2 separate regions of the Zea mays genome follow, and region 1 is linked to region 2. Evidence: chromatin contacts called from public Hi-C data. All regions are on one chromosome and are shown on one strand. The core of a region is the stretch at or near the end of the contact, and the rest is flanking DNA. Distances in the headings are between cores, read along the strand shown.

Evidence for each region. A called contact is a pair of places that touch in the nucleus more often than the background predicts.
Region 1: a Hi-C map of endosperm shows a contact between it and region 2, with 3 times the contacts expected there. The contact joins the promoter of LOC100274391 here to the promoter of LOC103636270 in region 2. A contact is called at or near these places in 2 of 25 Hi-C or Micro-C datasets (endosperm and leaf).

Annotation. Positions count from the first base shown.
Region 1 is chr1:73,358,981-73,364,410 of Zm-B73-REFERENCE-NAM-5.0, forward strand. LOC100274391 reads left to right here and starts at 2,466. Exons shown (of 8, transcript NM_001148751.1): 1 at 2,466-2,679; 2 at 3,090-3,174; 3 at 3,366-3,411; 4 at 3,509-3,623; 5 at 3,703-3,782; 6 at 3,865-4,470; 7 at 4,621-4,725; 8 at 4,816-5,430. The coding sequence starts at 2,676. The coding sequence ends at 5,151. It overlaps LOC100278607, which reads left to right. Exons shown (of 5, transcript NM_001151829.1): 3 at 763-1,085; 4 at 1,182-1,254; 5 at 1,472-1,641. The coding sequence starts at 765. The coding sequence ends at 1,479.
Region 2 is chr1:72,623,910-72,629,834 of Zm-B73-REFERENCE-NAM-5.0, forward strand. It overlaps LOC103636270, which reads left to right and starts at 1,523. Exons shown (of 3, transcript XM_008658634.4): 1 at 1,523-1,919. The coding sequence starts at 1,859.

The DNA.
Region 1 (5,430 bases), core at 1,216-3,715, 740 kb after region 2:
TTCTTTGTTATTCTCCCTGCTATAATCCCATACCTCTCAGAGGAGTTCGGTACCATCTTAGTCAGTTTAGGAGACGTCGTTCATCACAAAGTGGTTATGCAAACTACAAAGAGTTGTTCAATCATCGCCATGCAATTCTCCGCAACCATATAGAGAGGGCCATTGGTGTTCTTAAGAAAAGGTTCCCGATTCTAAAAGTAGGGACATTCCATCCCATAGCAAACCAAATCAAGATCGTTGTTGCAGCCATTGCATTTCACAACATAATTAGAGGGCATAATGGTGATGAAGGATGGCTGGACAACCAACCAGATTATATGTCTCCAAGTCAATATGTTGATGTCCCTGAGGTAGACAACATCTATCCTAATGACACAGAGTCAAGTGATGGAAGTACACTAAGAGATCAGATTGCACTGCAGATGTGGGCTGCCTACAATAGTTGATTAGCTTGAGTCCAAATACAATAAGGCATTGTAGATGTGGAGTTTTTGCTATGTCTAGTTTCTCTACCATGTTTTTTACAATGTTTGCAGCTTGATGTAATGATGTAATGCAACTATCTGTCTTATCTACTTATACAACTATGTTGTGTTAGTTATTCCATCACTTTTTTGTGTGATCTAAAATGTCAAATGCAGGTATCTAGTAATACACTTGATGTTTCTTCTCTTTTTTGGCCTTTATTCAACTGTACATAGTGTAATGTTGTATGTTCTTTTTATTTTACTAATGCCTTTGAATATTTATTGGAAAATATAGCCATGTCAAAGGAAGGTGCAAGGGCGTCCTGGAACTCAACATATGAGAAGGGTTTAGTCGATGTACTACATGACAACAAAGATAACCCAAAGTTGAAGGGTCAAAATGGATGGAATTCAGAGGGATGGAAGTGTATCACTGCTAAGTTTAATGAAAGGTTCTCTTTGGCTCATTTCACAAAACAACAATTACAAGAGAAGGACAAAGAACTTAAATCAAGTTATAAAGCAGTAAGAGATTCAAGAAAAGAAAGTTGGACTGGTTGGAATGACTCCCTATGTATGATATTAGCTGAACCAGAGGTTTGGGCAAGGTTGATTAGTGTAAGCAAATTCTTTTTATAACATTATGTCTTTTCTTATTCAATATGATCTTTTTTGTTGCTGAGAACTAATTACATTTCATGTTGCATTTAATAGGCTCACCCAAAGGTTGCAAGGTTTCGCAAGAAGCCATTTCCTCTTTTCTACTCTTTAGAAGCACTTTATGAAGGTGAGTGTCAACAAAGAACCACAATGTTCGAAGAATGTGGCTAAAGCACAAAATCAGGCATGTCCTTAGTTAAGCATGTAACAAAACATAGCTTCCAAGAACATGTTAGCAGCATACTTCTGCAAGTTTCTTCGCTTTTGTCACTTCCTAGTTGTAAAATGTTGGTACATGGTGTAAACTAAACTGTGTGTCAATTGGTGCTACTTGGTATTTGCAGAGTGCTAAGTGGAAGCAACACTTGAAGCTGACATGGAGAAGAAAAATGGAACAACAATCCACATGAAGCTTGTAAAAAAGAAGTTAAACTAATAATTTATTCTAGTGTCAAAGTTCATAATGACTGGACTTGTACTCTGTTATTATGCTATAATAATTTGTTGAATATTAGATGATCATGTCATGTGCTGTTTTTTTTACATTTTTAGTGATGTTTCATTGTGTTTTTGTTTTTCTAAATATTTCCTATTTTTCTTTGATTTTTATGATTTTTTGAAGAATTTTGTCTCCAGAGAGGTTTTTAGCCCCTTGTTTGCCAAACAGTGAGTGACAGGAAAATACATTAAAGTGGGAAAAATCCTCCCAGGGAATTAAAGTGTCATTTAAAATCCTCTTGGTGGATAATTTCCCTAGGTTTTTTGTCTATTTATTGCCAAATTAGCCCTTAATGTAGTTATTCAACGTTAAAAACGACGGCTGATTATTGATCTTTTCGCTTTCACCCCTAACCAAAGGTTTATAGTTTGTATAAGGGCATGTAGATTCAATTGTTCAGCCAGAACGTAGATCGGGAACGGAGTTGCTGGGCCGTCGGATGCTCACCTCTGCTAGTCCTCTGCTGTGTGTGTGGTGCGGTACAGGCATTGCACGGCCCACGCGCTCTCTTACCTCGCTCGTCTCGTCACAGTCACAGCTCAAAAGCAGCAAGGCGGCTGACAGGTGGGCCGCCGAAGCTCGCGAGCGCACTAGCAGAGTACAGGACTACAGATGTACAATAACAGGCTCACTGCTGAAATAAAGAGGAGAGACATGTAATTTCACAGCTAGTTTTAGCACATGAATCTATAAATTTTACGAGAAAGATAAGTTCGATTGGTCATATAATATCAATAAAGAGCTAAATAACATATAGATAGACTGAAAGATTGCTGCAGTACAGCTGTGATTTGAGGGGCGTGTTAGTTGGGGTTGGGGCGCGTGTGCGCTCCATTTCACTTCACCGTTCGAGTGGGCAAAAAGCAGAATCCTGCCTTTCCAACTCCAAGGGGGAGTTGCCATTCCTGTCATCCGGTGTGGCCTTTGGGAGAGGGAGAGAGAAGGAAGGGGAGGCTTCTTCCGTTCCGGCAGCGGCTCCCTCCGCTTTCGGTTCTTTGCAAGATCGAGCGAGCGCAATCATCGATCGCTGCCATCATCACCAGGCAAGCATGGGTATGTATGCCACCGCCCGTCTCCCTCCTTCCCTTCCTTTATTGGTGTCGCTCAGGCCGGCCTGCTCCCGTCCCGTGCGGCGGGGGGCCCTTTCCTTCTATGGCGGCGGCGGCGGCGAGGTTACTTTTACTCTTTGCCTTGTTTGCGCCGTTCTGGTTCTGTTTCGCTTCGGGGAAGGAAATGGTCCCCGCTTCAGTTTTACCTTTTCTTTTCTTTTCTGATGAGTTGGTGAAATTCGGTTGTTTGATTCGGGGAGCCCATTCTACCTGCTTTCGCCCAGTAGCCGCAAGCCCGCAATCACCGCGTGGACGCGGCCACACTTTCTTTCTCTCTTGCATTTCTGGTCTGCAGCTGCGGTTCGGTTCAATCTTGACTCTTGAGTGAAGCGTTTGTTTCTTTTCGTGAAGCAGCATTAGCGGATGGAGAGGCGGATTATTCTTCTTGGGACAGTGACGACGAGTACCAGAAATTCATCCAAAACATGAACCCTCCAAGGTATATATGCTAACCGACTCTTCACCAGTTTCCTTGTTTCAGAGAAAAACAGTTCCTTCCTCAACCACTTTCAGTCTTACCAGTCTGCAAAGTCTCTGTCAGTCTTGCCAGTGTGCAATCCCAAGTTTTTTCATGGTTATATACTAGGCAGGCAACATGTTGATTCATGTTTTTTCTTTTCTCGAGTTCAGGGTCACCATCGACAACACATCATGTCCAAATGCTACAGTCATCCATGTGAGTCCCTCGAATGTCAAACGCGTGTTTCCCCTTGTTCGCGCCTGAAGCTGAAGCTGAAGCTGAAGCTGGCATAGTTTTTGCTCGAACGATACAGGTGGACAGCGCGAACAAGTATGGGATACTGTTGGAGGTAGTGCAGGTCCTCACCGACCTCAAGCTCATAGTCAAGAAGGCATACATATCCTCAGACGGGGGATGGTTCATGGACGGTATGTAGGAGAGCCATTGGTTTCGTTCAATTCCTTTTTCGTCGATTTCTAAGCTGTTTGGGTACGTTTCTGCTGCCAGTCTTCACTGTGACGAACCAAAGTGGGCACAAGATAACGGACGAATCTGTGCTGCAAGGAATAAAAGACTACATTTACAAGGTAGCCAAATATTGTTTGCCATCACGCACCATCGTTCAGTTTGTTGATGAATCCGTGAACCATGTCGTCCTGGCGCATGCAGTCTATCGGGCCTGACTCCTGCTTCCTTCCCTCGCGGAGGAGAGCCGTCGGGGTGGAGCCGTCCTCCGACCACACCCTGATAGAGCTAACGGGGACCGACAGGCCGGGCCTCCTCTCGGAGGTGAGCGCGGTGCTCACGAGCCTGGAGTGCAACGTGGTGAGCGCGGAGCTGTGGACGCACAACGGGAGAGCCGCCGCCGTGATGCAGGTCACCGACAGGGAGTCCGGGCTGGCGGTCTCGGACGCGGAGAGGGTCGGCAGGATCAAGGGGCGGCTCTACAACGTGTTCAGAGGGAGGAGCCGGGACGCCAAGACCGCGGTCGCGACGACGGGCGCCACCCACCCGGAGCGGAGGCTGCACCAGATGATGTTCGAGGACCGGGACTACGAGAGGCGCGGCAAGGACGATGGCAGGGCGGCGGCGAGCGGCAGCAACCCCGGTCCGGTGGTTTCGGTCGTGAACTGGCTTCAGAAATACTACTCCGTGGTGACGGTCCGGTGCAGGGACCGGCCCAAGCTCCTGTTCGACACGGTGTGCACCCTGACGGACATGCAGTACGTGGTGTTCCATGGCAGCGTGGATACCGAGGGCCCCGAAGCTTACCAGGTAGTATATATATATGCCATGGCCATGCCATGCCAGCGAGCTTCGATCTCCTGTTGCTAGCTGGACATAGACACGCGACGCGCCTTTGCTGTTTGTTTGCTTTACTAGCCTATGACACTGACACCATGGTCTGTTGTTGTGTTTCGACAGGACTACTACATCAGGCACATCGATGGGTGTCCCGTCAATTCGGAGGCCGAGAGGAAGAGGATCATCCAGTGCCTTGAAGCAGCCATAGAACGGAGAGTGTCCGAGGTAACTCAGCAGCATGCCAGCATCAAGCACATATGCGATTACTTTCATTTTTTTTTCTTTATCATCGACTGTATATATATGCACTTGCAGGGCCTGAAGCTAGAGCTGTCGACAGGCGACAGGGTGGGTCTGCTGTCGGACGTGACGCGCATCTTCCGCGAGAACGGCCTGACGGTGACGAGAGCGGAGGTCTCGACCAGGGGCGACGAGGCGGTCAACACCTTCTACGTCCGCGACGCGGCCGGGAGCGCCGTCGAGCTGAGGACGCTGGAGGCCATCCGCCAGGAGATTGGCCAGACCGTTCTCCAGGTGAAGGGGCACCCCGAGCAGCCGAAGCCGCCGGTAGCCGCGCAGGACTCGCCCACCAGGTTCCTCTTCAGCAGCCTGTTGTTCAGACCGAGGTCGCTGTGCAACCTCGGGCCCTGATGATGAGTTCCAGCTCCAGTTCCAGCTAGCGCAGCGCGTGCATGAGAATTGAGAACTGTCTGTTGTCGGGAGATGCTGCTGTACCCCAAGGGCCCAAGGGCAAGAGTTGTACAACGCGATCAGGAGTGTTCATTCGTCAGAAGCTCAGAACAGGTGACCAGAAGTCGTTTAAAGCGAAGCCCACACCCAACAGCTGGTGAATACTGAATACACCCTATAGCATCGTCCACCGTTGAGTAGTGAAAGGTGTAGTTCTGTAAGGCTATCTCCAGTCCTGTC
Region 2 (5,925 bases), core at 273-2,772:
CCCCCCGGGTTTCGAAACACCGACAATTATACATAGATTCAGCATTCCCTAGACCTTGACTACATATCAAGGAACTTCTTTTATGTCAAAGGAGGTACGTGAATTTGCTGAATTATATAGAATTAAGTTGCTTAATTCATCTTCATATTATGCTCAGGCCAATGGGCAGGCCGAGTCTAGTAATAGGACATTGATTAACTTGATAAAGAAGAAGATATCCGATAATCCTAAGCATTGGCATAAGATTTTGTCCGAAGCTTTATGGGCTCACAGAATATCTAAACATAGTGCTACTAAAGTATCTCCTTTTAAGCTTGTCTATGGGCAGGAAGTAGTGTTGCCTGTGGAAATAAGTTTGAATGCTGTCAGGTTCGCCAGACAAAATGATATAACCGTCATTGATTATTATAATTCAATGATGGATAATATTGATGAGGTGACCGACAAGAGGGTGATAGCTTTGGGAGCAATAGAAAAGGACAAGATTATGGTAGCCAGGGCCTACAACAAGAAGGTCAAAGCGAAGTCATTTCAAGTAGGGGACCTAGTGTGGAAGACCATCCTGCCTCTAAGGAATAAAGACCGGAAGTTTGGGAAATGGTTGCCAAGCTGGGAGAGTCCTTATAAAGTAAAACAGGTAATGTCTGGTAACGCCTATTTACTACAAACATTACAAGGCAAGGATTTACCCAAGGCTTTGAATGGGCGTTTCCTCAAACAGTACCATCCTAGTATGTGGCAAGATGTCTAAGAGAACCGATGTAATCACATCGAGTTAGTTGCTTTTGGTTTACTCAGCTCTACCAAAAGGCAGGGGGCATATGTTGAGCACTTAATTAAGCTGGCGGACGGTCCGGCCCTGAGGCCGGACGGTCCGCGGTTCGGACAGTCTGTGCCTATGGGCCGGACGGTCCGCGCATGCGCAGAGCAGTTTAGGGTTTCGAGTTTTATGCTACGGTTGTTAGCTAGATTCACGAAATTAGCTCGGAAATTAGTTTGTAAAGGGTCCAGCCCCCCTCCTCTATAAATAGAGAGGTATACAGCCGATTTGTAATTATCAATCGAATCAATAACACTTCTATTTCGCATTTATTTCCTGTACAATTAGGAGTAGTTCTAGTCTAGTTCTAGTTTAGCCTCTCAATCCTCAAATTCTCCGCTTCTCTTCGACTCTACGTCGATTAGAGGAGTCTAGGTCGGCCTGCCCGAGCCTAGACAACTCCTAGAATCTCTCCTCCCCGATGGGTCCCTCCCGGGAGCAAGATCCAGGCGCCACCGGCGATCTTTCACCGCCCCTGCGCACGCGCGGACCATCCGGCCTTAGGGCGCGGACCGTTCGGCCGTCAGGCAGAGAACCCTAGCCTCGCGCTAGATCGTGGACCGTCCGACCCCTGGCCACGGATCGTCCGCGCCTGATCAGAGAGCACCGCCGCTGGTTCGTGTTGAGTGTTTGGCGCCAAAAAATACGTCAACAACAATAAAAACGGTTTGTAAAATTTGGTGTTTCCTAGTAGAAAGAGATGTATGCATCGAAACAGTTGTTTGGTTTCTCAAATTTTCCAGCTCGAGATAGGTCGGGAGGACCAGAAATTCAGGGGTAAAACTGTCATACTACCCGCCAGATTCCAAACTCCAGTTCCTTCTCATCATCTCTTGCTTTGTTTTGTTCTTCCGACCTTGCCTCGCCGCATCTGCTCCTCCAGACACAGCGCACCCGCCTTCCTCATCCTGATTCCGTGGCCGGCGGCCGCCTAACCTCAGCCCCCTCACCCCCACCGACGCCGCCGGAGCCCTTGAAGTAGCGGACCCGGGCTCTCGCGCCCATCCGCGTCAGGAGTTCGATGTCCGTTTGCGCCTGATGGATCCGCACCGGCTGACCGGCCCCGCCGCGTCCGACGCCGACGATGCCGATGACTGGGGTACCACTAATATACCCATCCCCATCCCTCGCAACATATTGTGCCGAAGTTTTTCTTACTGCACCATGGTCTCGTTTCCTTGTTTTTTCGGAACTGAATTAGGGTTTGCAGAGCGCAGGCGTTGAACGAACGTTTCACGTGTGGCGAACAGACTTAGTGAGCGCGATGTAATTTTATCTGCGTTTGTGACCTGTGGGTTTAAGGGGAAATCACGGGACCATCCGTAGCACTATATGTAGCAAGAGATATTGGGATTTTTTTTAACGTAACGCAGGAACAGGAGCTAGTTTTAAGGATAACCGGACCCGAAACCTATACAAAATGCACAAACAGGCCAGACAATGAAAGCCTAACCCACACAACTCATCTAGAGGCATCGTTGCCGAGCTCGACCCAAGGGACAAGCAGCTCCTACTCCGTAAGACGGGCCACACATGGCCAAAGAAAACGACTACACCTACATTCAAACACCGGCACAGAAGGGGGAAGATCGCGGTGCGCCGTCGTTGCCAAGCCTCAACATACCCCACACGAGGCAGCTCCGATTCTTCACCAACAAGCTTGAACCTCTGTCCTGCCCTCGGCAAATGCCAAAATCTCCGAAACAATCTAGTCGAAGAAGGGGGTCTCGACATCTGTCATTATTCCCGAGCCACATCCCCTGATGTAATAGCTTCGACTTCACGTTGCAAAGTCCCACCTTCACCCGCATACCAGACCCCGATAAGCGAAAGCAACCACCGAAGGCGAAGCCGTGGCCAAGACAAACTTTAATGCGACACCTTCAGGAAGGGAGCGATGTCGGGGACGACACCGTCACATGTCCGCGATGGACCTGGCTTTCGCCCAAGGAAGACATGATTACATGAATGCGACACCCCCAACAGGGAAGCGACACCCGTGAAGGCTTTCGCCAAAAAGCCCACCCAGCACCAACGTCAGGCCAAGAACCACCGTCACCACCGTCCTGACATCCCGCACGAACCCCTCTAGAGGGGCATCAACGCGCCGGCTGCCGCAGCAGCCACAAAGCTGCGTCGGCCGCCACCCCCTCCGGCTGGGCACATAGAACCGGACAACTCTTTGCCACGTGCGTCACACTGGTGCGTGCCAGAGCCGAAGCCAACAGGCATCGATGGCACTAACACACACGACCACTGAAGCCAGCTATCGCCGAGCACCCTACCACCACCACCACCACGCCATCCTGCCCCCTGGCCGGCGTCACCGCGGAACTGGCCTGCATCGTCCGCACGAGCAGGCCACAACTCGCTGCACCTTCCTCCGCTCCTCACCGCCACACCACCATGGGGAGCTCGCCCGCCGGCTCTCCACAAATCGACTCCGACCTTAGGGACGGCAAATCCGGCCACCAGACTGCCGGATCTGACTGTGCGTCCCAAGGCAAGCCTGCTGCAGCCACCAACCGCCCCGATCTGGGTCACCGGCCGTGGCCTTTCACACTGCACCACGCCCTCCGAACAGAGGCAGCTCCACCACGCGGTAGAGCTCCCACGCTGGTGTGGCCGGCAATAGAACCACGGAGCCCGCGCCACCACCGGAGCGCCCAACTCCGTGACCATGAACTGAGGGATGGCCAGGTCTGGCCCCTAGCCCACCGGATCCACACATCCCCGCGTGCGGATCTGGCTCCAAGCGCGACGCTGCCTCCATGGACGCCGACGGCGGTCAAGCCAAGCAGTGGATGCAGGAGGGGTTTCGTGGCCATGGCCCTGTCGCCGTCATCCTTGCATCCGCGCGGTCTTCCGGCAGACTGCTCTGGCGGCGGCGAGGCGTGAGGAAGGAGGAAGTGGCGGCTGTGGTGGCGGTGGCGGTGGCGGGGTCGCCGCTCGTGTCGCCCGTGGAGTGAGCGACGCGTGGGCCTTTGGTTTCGTTCTGCCTCGCAAGAAATATTGGGATTTAGTTTGTCATGTTAGACTCTAGGCTGAGCAGTGACATACACATAGGTTTGTGTTGGCTTGCTGCTAGAAGGAAACAATTGTATGCAAATGCAGGGGTTAATGGCTCCATTGTTGGACTCTGCAGAGAGTTACATGATCAGAACCCCCCTCGATCTGAGCTAGATTATCACATCACACATTTTCCTCACAGTAGGGGATATTAATTTTTCTGGAGACAATTGGTTTGAGAGCTCGTTATTCTTAGCAAAGAATAGTTAATGGGAGCTTGCCATGACCATAGGTAGCTCGGATCTTTGCCATTACTGTATTTCCGAAGGATCAATATGTATTATGAACCAACTGCGTTCTTCTAGGTTCCATATGATCCAAACTTTGTTCTCTGTGATTTTGTAAAATATCTTAGTTGCCTTTGGAAACTTAGGAACGCCAATCTCTCACAGACTAATCAACAACTTTGATGTCCATGTTTTTTATGCATGTGGCATGAGTAATGACTGAAATATGTAAAAATGAAGAGCTATGGAATGGCATGATGTGAATGTGGCATTACTACATATCTATTAAACTACTCAACCCAAGTTAGTAACTATCTTCGAATCACCTTTGGAGGTGTATCTTACAAAAATATCGTTGTGTCGAACAGAAAGCAATCGAATGGTATTCCTGTAACACTAGTCATGTGTTTTGTTTGTAGCCTATTTATTCAAGCAAGTTGGTAATTGTCACAGAAAACCATAGTTTGTATTAAATCAAGTAACATCTAACGGTGTCACATTCTTATGGTAATGTGTCAAACATTGAAATTTTGAGGTGCCTCAGATATAACAGTGCCACAGTTTTGAGGCACGGGGATGGGGGAGACAGAGACGGAGATCGGAATGAAGGCGGCAGAGAGAGGCGATGTTGTGGGGACGGGCGCCGACGCTGGAGAGAAGGACACGGGAATGGAGGGCCGTGTCATAGACGGTGGCTGCGTGGGGAATACAGTGGCTGGGGATGGCACTACGTGTATGAGGCTCGCTAGTAACCAGGTTCCCAAATTGATGGAATCGAGGAATAGGAACGTGGTACACGGTACGCTACTAAAACTAGGTTTTAACACTACGGGAACGAGATTGTTCCCACGTTCCCGGAACGAGGAACGTGGCCAAGTTCCACGTTCCCGGTTTTAAGCTCACGATCTTGTCGGGGCAGGTCCTGGGTGTAGGCCCGAGCAGGGGCGCGAACGGGGATGATGAGGAGTTGCTGCCGCTGTCGATCCAGGGGTGGGGGGCGGCGCCGCGCCCGGCTGGGGATGAGTCGCCGACGGGTGAGGAAGCTCCATGTGAAGGTGAGGGGGGGGGGGGAGGGCTCCGGCGGGCAGGGAGGCTACCAAGGGAGTAAGTCTCAAGCGGCAAGGAGTGTGGCGCGTGTGGCCGCTCGGGCGCCAACAATGGAGGTGGCGGGGAGAGGGAGCCAGAGGGCCACCGGGAGGGTTGCAGGCAGGAGGGGATGCCGGCCGGTGGGCAGTGGCGGCTAGGGGAAGGGAGGAGGAGGGAGAAGAGAAGGTGGCTTGATACCATGTTAGATAGAATAGAAAACCCTAACCCTTAATTAGGGAAGGCATGTGTATACATATTCATAGAGTATGGGCTGGGCATAGTGTTTTGATTCATGACCTGAGTGTCACCTAGACATTGAGCCAACCCACTACGACAGGTTTTGGCCGCCATAGCCCATAGCTGTTCTACACCTTACTTTTATCATTGCAGCATGTAAATTAGCTAGGTGGGTAATATTTGGGGAGTTCCATGCAGAATGGGTATAGGGGAGGGGAAGACTTGGCTAATGATTTTTGTGTATCATGCCTGTCCTGTGCCCTGTAGGAAGAGTTTGGCTAAAGAATTAATGATATTGCGAAAAACAGAGCTGTGGATTGATGCATGATAAGAGTGCTTTTGGTACCTGTCTTCGATGTTGCCATCCCATGTGACCCAGTTGTAGAAACTATCTACCATAGTGACAGATTCTCGTGTGTAGTTGGCATCTCTAATGTAGTTGGCATGAAATCCTGGAAGGCAGGAAACACTTTACCTTTTTCTGTA